3 separate regions of the Gossypium hirsutum genome follow, and regions 1 and 3 are each linked to region 2. A link is a contact called in public Hi-C data. All regions are on one chromosome and are shown on one strand. Each heading gives the region's core, a stretch centred on a gene start, on an enhancer-like site or on the middle of the called end of the contact. The rest is flanking DNA. Distances are from core to core; before and after follow the strand shown.

Evidence for each region. A called contact is a pair of places that touch in the nucleus more often than the background predicts.
Region 1: a contact with region 2 is called in a Hi-C map of leaf, with 2.3 times the contacts expected there. The contact joins the promoter of LOC107918910 here to the promoter of LOC107918971 in region 2. A contact is called at or near these places in 3 of 34 Hi-C or Micro-C datasets (anther and leaf).
Region 3: a contact with region 2 is called in a Hi-C map of leaf, with 2.3 times the contacts expected there. The contact joins the promoter of LOC107918779 here to the promoter of LOC107918971 in region 2. A contact is called at or near these places in 11 of 34 Hi-C or Micro-C datasets (cotyledon, leaf and petal).

What each region holds. Positions count from the first base shown.
Region 1 is chrA12:95,698,140-95,700,839 of Gossypium_hirsutum_v2.1, forward strand. LOC107918910 (probable carboxylesterase 6) reads right to left here and starts at 1,317. Exons shown (of 1, transcript XM_016848483.2): 1 at 1-1,317. The coding sequence starts at 1,254. The coding sequence ends at 238.
Region 2 is chrA12:95,472,670-95,475,369 of Gossypium_hirsutum_v2.1, forward strand. It overlaps LOC107918971 (ACD11 homolog protein), which reads left to right and starts at 1,283. Exons shown (of 3, transcript XM_016848527.2): 1 at 1,283-1,613; 2 at 1,701-1,873; 3 at 2,008-2,623. The coding sequence starts at 1,395. The coding sequence ends at 2,260. LOC107918649 (a long non-coding RNA gene) reads right to left here and starts at 344. Exons shown (of 2, transcript XR_001690186.2): 1 at 1-344.
Region 3 is chrA12:95,292,639-95,295,338 of Gossypium_hirsutum_v2.1, forward strand. LOC107918779 (aldehyde oxidase GLOX) reads left to right here and starts at 1,350. Exons shown (of 1, transcript XM_016848361.2): 1 at 1,350-2,700. The coding sequence starts at 1,790.

The DNA.
Region 1 (2,700 bases), core at 67-2,566, 230 kb after region 2:
TTGATGTTCTTTTTAAATCTATTGAACCGCATACATATCCATCAATCAAACCCAAAAAATAGCTTTTCTCCACCACTTTAAAGCTATATCTGTTAATTATACTTGTCTATATACACAGTATTTAGAGATGTGCGCTGCATGTATTTCCTCGTCAGCAGTATACTAGCTATGGGGTTTGGGACAATTGCACACAAACTAAACGAAAAAGTTGGGAAATGGATTTACACAAGACCATAATCACCGATTAACGAAGGCCTTGACACGAGCTATCATTTCATTTGTTCGAGATTGTGATAGTTGAGACTTGCTAAGAACCTGAAATGCATGGCCAACACCTTTGTATAAAACATGCTCCACCTTCTTTCCTGCTTTACCCAAGGCAGCACAATACTCCAGGTTCCTATCTCTCAATATGTCCATCTCTGATATGCACACTAAGGTAGGCAAAAGCTTCATCTCCTCCATTTTTGCTGACCCCTTTCCCAATGGATTGCACCATGGATGGTCACGGTTGGTGCCACATGGCAATGCTAATCGCCAATATGTATCCGAAGCTGGTAGGCTGAGGGCAGAGCGAGGAGATTGGACCATATTCTTTTCGGAATTTGTACGGGCTTCCCCTCCGAAAAACGGTTGTATTAAGATAGTACCTTTAAGAGTCAAAGGGTAAAGATTATTTGAATTAAGTCTCGTTGCCACATTATGTGCAATATTAGCACCAGCACTATCACCGGCTAAGAAGACGCTACACAAATTGCACTGTTTAGACCACCATTCACTGCACCCCTTTAGTGCTTCCTGTTTTAGCCACATGAGACACTTCACCCCATCTTCATAAGCAGCAGGAAGTGGGTTTTCCGGCGCCAAACGATAGTTAATAGAGACGATCAAGCAACCAGCTTTGGCGGCTAGTTTTCCTAGAAACTCGTGGTAGCAACTCCAAGCAGCAGAGCCAAGACAAAACCCTCCCCCATGGAAGTAAACCACCAAAGGGAGCTTCCAGTTTGACTTTGGAACATAAAAACGTGCCCAAACATTTGTGAAGTTGTCGATGACAAAGTCTTTCGTTGTCACACCCAACTCCGGAGGCAATGCTCGGGTAACATATGGGACAATCTGTGGTCTTTCCACATGTCCATCTTTGTACACTTTAATCAGCCCTTGAATTTCTTCTTTCACAGGCACAGCTCCATGTTGATTTGAGCCTCTCCCAATCTGTAGGCTTAAACTTGGATCCATTGCAATGGTAGCCATTCTTCTTCTTCTTCTCCTCGCTCAAGTTATATATGTTAAACAAGTAATAGATTGGGATTCTTGGTTATATTTTAGACAGCTTATATAGGAAAACAAGATAGAATAAAGCGAGAGGGGTGGTTAGATTAGAATATGAAAGGAGAAGATGTTGTCCCATAATTCACTGCCAAGTGGGAAATTGGGTACTAGCCACATGTCTTCACGTGGAACCAAAGCGTGTGGGGGTCAGAGTCGAGCCAACGTTTTTGCTGAATTGTGGGATGCTTTGACTCATCTTCGTTGTAAAGCACTTTCAATCTTGATGGCTTGTTTGTGAATTATAGCTTTATTTGGGGCCACAACATTTTTTTTTAAATTAGTAAATATTATATATGTATTTTTTTGAAAGGTAGTACATATTATATTAATTGAAGATATTATTATATGCAATAAATAACCTTAAATAATATTTTATTCCATATTAAAATCCAAACATAAAATACCTTTATCTAAGGTTTGAACAAATTCTGATCGGCTTAATTACGAAGGAAAAACATGTGATTTTGACGTAGCTATGATAAATTATTTACATAAAGGACTTTCGGTCATCCTCTCTCAATATTATTAATTAAAACAGAAGTCAAAGGAGGCCTCTAGTCTTTTTTTTAATATTGTTTCTCATACTTCACCATTCCATAGCTATATCTATTAATCATTTCACATTGGAATCCATCCTCCCGATGGGTAATTTCATTGTCTCATCTCCACTACCTTTGCAAGACCCTTAGAACCGTCACCCACTAAAAGAATGACATACATTGAACTTTATGTCACAAATTCTAGGTCTAAAATACATAGTCATAATGCCGGTGACTTGCGGAGGGCTTGAATCTTAAAGTGTGAGCGAGCTAGAACGTACTCCTTCTATTTTAGGCACAATCTAAGTGCAAGGGGGGAAGTTCTTTGGGGCGGGGGGGGGGGGTTGAAGGACAGATAGATATTGAAGCACTATCGATGTTATGATATAAGCATATGTGTAGGCCGGCAATATGTAAAGGAAAGTTTACTTTAGAAAATGAGGCCTAATATTGTTGACGAATTGAGAGACATGTGATGTAGTGGAGTCAAAAACACCATCGTCCAAACTTTTGTAGGTTGCCTCCCAATAGCATCTTTTCAAGGCAAAGTGTACGTGTTTTATTAATGGCAGGAATTTTTACTTTTCTATAATTTCTCTACAAAATTATTTTATGAATTCTTTCTATCTTGTCATCGATCGATCCTATTAATTAAATAAATTATATTATTTTTTCATCTCATACATACCGTTAGATAAAAAGGTTTAAATCATTAACATTTTTATCGTAGAAAATCAAATTTTAAAATATTATATATATATCTTAGCTTTATATTTGAAAATGTTAATTTTGATTTATCAAAATTTTTATATAACAATATTTAAGATAA
Region 2 (2,700 bases), core at 33-2,532:
AGGAAGAAGAAAAAATAAAAGTAAGGAGGCCAACCGCCGACGGTGATAGAGGCAACAACTTCGGTTGAGAGAAGATGATGAAGAAGAAGAAACAAAATTGGGGATTAAGATTTGGGATTTTTTTGGATATTGGTTTTTGGCTATTGGAAAATAAAAATTGATTTTTAGTTGAAAACGGCAGAAGAGAGCGGAAACGGGAGAGAAAAGTCAAAAAGAAAAAAAATTATTTCTTTTAGATTATGATATCAACATGATGTAATTTATATTACATGTCATAATCTTACATTAGACTCAAATATTAATTTAATTGATGGAAAAAAAATTTAAGTACCAATCTGAAAAAAATAGATAAATTTGAGTACTAAAATTAGATTTAACCCAATTTTTAAAAAAATGAAAAGAAAATTTAACACTCTTAAAAATTAAAAAAATTAAAGTATTTTTAAAATATAAAAAAATCAAATTTATCTTAATCGGATCAAACCAATTGAATTAATAATCAACTAAGGTATCGATCTAGTGAGAGGTAAAAAACTGGTTGATCCACAAGCTGGTTTGGGTTGGTTGAATTTGGCTAAAAAACTTGTTAAATTGGTAGTTGAAAATATTTTTATATTTTTAACATTTTTTTTCTCTTAACCAGTCAGATAGATCATTTTGGGAATCAATTGGTCAAATTAGTTTGAAATTTGTTCAATTGTCGGTTCAACCAATTTATATCAATTCATGGCTGAACTGATTTTTTACCTCTCGGTTTGATACCCTAGTTGGTTCATTGTTTAATTGGTTGGTTCAATCTAATTTAGACTACATTGAATTTTGGGAAAAATTTATATTTTAAAATCATTTATATTTTTTATTTTTCTGAAATTTAAAGAGTTTTTAATTATTTTTATTTTTATTTAAAATTTTAAAAAAGATTAAAAAAATTTATATTAAAAAAAATTAAAATTTTATGTGATCTTAAAGGGGTCAAAATTATAAATGTTGGAGGTTGAAAAGTTAATTTAGTAGCTTCAAGATTTTTGAATAAAAAATATTTTAAAATTAAAATATAAATAGTAAATGTTAAATTTGGAAAGAGTAGATGATGTTTAGAATCTGAATTTGGGGTTTGGAATTGGATGACGTTGATACATTTGGTCCAAACCAGAAGAGTTGAAAAATATGTTGGAATTTTCCTATATTTATTACTAACTTCATTTCCGTAGGCAAATCGTGTTTCTAGTGTGATCTTTTGACTTCCCCAGAACACCTGTGTTTATTTCACAGCATCAGCACGCAACACGATTCTTGTTTCCATGCCGAAACTTCAAAGCCTTGGACGGTTTTCAAACGAACACGGCTTTTTAATTAAAAGATAAATAAAAGATGCATGACCCCATTCGCAGCAGATGAATGATTTTGGCAATTCTCTAGGGAAGACATTAAAAATGGCGACCAAAACTCCATTGTTTACAATAGCGCAGGCGTTTGAAGAGTTATCGCAGTGTGGAACCAAGGATGAAGGGCTTCCGTTGGATAAATTCTGCGATGCTTGTTCTTTGGTTTCTGTTCTTTTTAACTCCCTCGGTCTCGCCTTCAAATTCGCGGAGATGGAGTATGTCGCCAAGGTTTATTTGATTTCCCCCCTCTCTATTTGGAACCTATCACTGAAACTTTAATTTATTAATTGATGATGGATGGATGGTTTAAATCAGGTAGGTAATCTTGTGGAAGCATCAAAGAGGTTTGCCACTCTAGAAAATATAGTTGATGCAGATGTAGGTAATGGGACAGTGAAAAAACAGAAAAGCCCTTCACGAGATCTGCGTCGTGTTAGACAGGGTCTTGACCTCGTACGAGCTTTATTTGAACAATTTTTGTCATCCAAGTACGTTATATGCGCTTCCATCTTTTAACTCTTTATTTTTCTCTCGAGAGAATCCTGGTATTATCCTTGAATGTGAGCATCTCTAAGTGCTTGTTGCTTGAATTTACCTTTTCTTTTTGTTGTTGTTGTTGTAGGGATTACTCATTGAGAAACGCAGCTTCAACGGCTTATGCTCAAGTATGTGCACCGTATCACACATGGGCGGTAAGGACTGCTGTTTCTGCCGGAATGCATACACTTCCATCAAGGGAACAACTTTTGCTGAAACTCAACGAAACAGATCATTCAGCAAAGAAGAAAATGAGAAGGTACATCAAAGCTTCACGCCCACTGATTGATTACATCGATAAGCTTTATATTTCTAGAAAGATCAGCTTGGACTGGTGAATTAGTTATCAATTTGGGGGTCTTTCTTTCGACCTGCAAAAATCTAAATCATGAACAACCTTGTTTGTTCCCACATGGAAGCATCTTCAAAGTCTAATGACACAATCCTGGGTTTCAATTCATACAAGGAAAGAAGTTCAGGTTATTTGTTTGTTTATAATAAAACCAACTGATTCCATGGAAAACAATATTGTTCTATCTTCAAGAAAGGAATCTTTGGTTTATTTTTACATTAAAAAAAGCTGAGAGCTGACAGAAAACAAGAGAATTTGCCTTACTACACTTAAAAGTTTTTCTTTATGGATATTGTAAAGTCAGTCCTAAACACACTCTGATTTACTTTGACAAAAATCCAGCAGCAAATCCATGCCTTTATATTTTTTTTTATTGTACAAGATAAGTCCCAATTTTTTTATGCTTGCCGGCAAGAAAATCACTAG
Region 3 (2,700 bases), core at 100-2,599, 180 kb before region 2:
ACTTATAAGTCAATAAATGGACGCCTTAACAATTTCAATGAATACACATATGCTCAACATGGTTTTAAGATATATATGTATATTCCAACACACATATTTGAGAAAAAAATGCATATAATTTGGCAAGTATTATAAGTCTGTAAATAGCTTTGAAAAATACATGTATTTCGATATATTATATGATAACAATAAATATTCACTTAATCTAATATATATTTATATATTCATTAATAAAATTTATATATTTACAAAAATAGTTATAAAAACATAATATTGTATAAAAAATTATAAAGTTAAATTTAGTTTCCATAAATAATTAATGAAATTTATTAAAAAATTACAAAATGATTTAATTTATTTTAATTGATAGATACAAAAATTAGTGCATCTCACACGGGTAAAATAATTGTTTAACAATATATATATGAATATAATTTAATATATTTTAATTGACATATACAATCAACCTCTTTAAAATAAATTTTAAAATTAAATTACCAATTTTCAAATAAATATCAAAAAATAAAAAATTGAAATTATTTTGCTTTTACTTTTTCAATCTTATTATTTTTGAAATATAACATTTTCAAAAAAAAAAACTAGTAATCTATATATTTGATAGAGAACTTGAAATTAATTATCAAAATGAAACTGATAAGGCCATGTGAAAGATACGTATGTTAACCGGGCCGCCGCTTACGATATGATAGACAAAAATCCAACAGTGGTGGGGACCCCTTTGCCACTTGTAAGTTACGAATCAAGATTCGCCCAGCCTGGCTAACCATGTTAGCTTCTCAATCACAACCCAACATCATCGCTAACGATGAACCATTGAAAGTTAAACCACCCCTACGCGTTGATCCGACAAACATTCACGAGCTTCTCCATTATTATATGCCTTCTACAACAATACTCATAAATACTAAATTATATATTAACTTAAACACCAAATACTAATGCCAAGAGTTAGCTTTTGAAAAGTTTAATTTTAAATCTAAAATTGTAGCTTTAATATGAAAAGTTTTGGTTTAAGCTTTAATGTTATATTTTAAATAGTTTTAGAAATGGAAATGAAAAAAAAAAACTTATTTTGAGTGAGATAAATGAGAGGAAATAGGTAATTAAACTTTTTTGAAAGTCGAAAAGCACTTTTGTTTTCTAAAGCATTTTTCTAGTTTGAAAAACATTTAGTAAAAATTCAAAGTTGTACTTTCTAAAAATAATGCTAAAGAGTTACTTAGATAGTAAACCTAAATCATAAATGCAAATTTAAATCTTATATCACAAAGAGTTGACCGGTGATTCCAAAAATGGAATCACAGACCATGAAGCAACATATTTTCCATTATTACAAACCCTAATTCCCACACGTAGATATATTTTCAATTTAAATCCACACTTAAGCAATCATCCTTTACAATCACAAGCTTTCTTTCCAAAATTTTCAATTCCCTTACTTGAAAGGAAAAAAAACTAAAAAGCTGTCTCTCTTGGAAGACAATAATAAAGTCCGCACTCCTCAGCCATTACAAAGTTTTCTCAAACTTGGCCACTATGAATCAAACCCATCTATATACTCCGCAGTGTCATATAAGTCCCCTCCAAACATTGACAGGCAGCGGCATCTCTTTCTTTTTAATATTTCCCTAATTTTAATACTAAACATCCGGTGTTTTGTAACTCATCAGCTTCACATGCTGCAATCTCTTCTCTTTCCATACTAATATATTCCTACACCAATCAATTCCCGTTAAAATCTCTGGTTGGCCATCAAGAACCAGCTAAAATGGGGTTCAAGAATCCATCTCTTTTCATGATCTTCTCCTCTTTATGCATTCTTTATTCTTTCTTGAAGTTATCTAAAGCTGACCCATGGCTTTTGGTCAACCAAACCTCGCCTTCCTCCAATGTATCAGGGGGTAACTGGCAGCTCTTACAATCAAGCGTAGGCGTCTCCGCCATGCACCTCCAACTCCTACCAAACAACAAAGTTGTCATCTTTGACCGTACGGATTTCGGCTCTTCCAACATTTCATTACCCCCCGGCAGCTTCTGTCCTAAAACCGACTGCACTACCCACTCTGTCCTTTACGATGTCGTATCCAACACTCTCCGTCCCCTCCACGTCTTAACAGACACCTTTTGCTCTTCCGGTGCCCTCGACCCCAACGGTACCCTTATACAAACCGGCGGATTCAATGAAGGCGACCACGTCATTCGCACCTTCGCCCCATGTAGCGCCGACTCTGTCGCCTGCGACTGGAATGAACTCAACGCTACTCGCCTTGTCGACCGTCGATGGTACGCTACTAACCAAGTTTTACCTGACGGACGAATCATCATTCTTGGCGGTAGAAGGGTCTTTACCTACGAGTTTTACCCTAAAAATGACGCCCTCAACAACAGCAAGAGCTTTTACCTTCGTTTCTTGGTGGAAACTAGGGACCCTGAAGAGAACAATCTTTACCCTTTCTTGCATTTATTGCCAGATGGGAATCTATTCATATTCGCTAACAAAAAATCCATATTGTTTGATTATAAAAGGGACATTGTTCTAAAACAGTTCCCTCTTATTCCTGGAGATGATAAGAGAAACTATCCTAGTACCGGCTCTTCGGTCATGCTTCCATTGAGGCTGTCTGGGAGGTGGCCTCCGGTGGTTGAGGTGCTCATTTGCGGCGGTGCACCCGCGGGGGC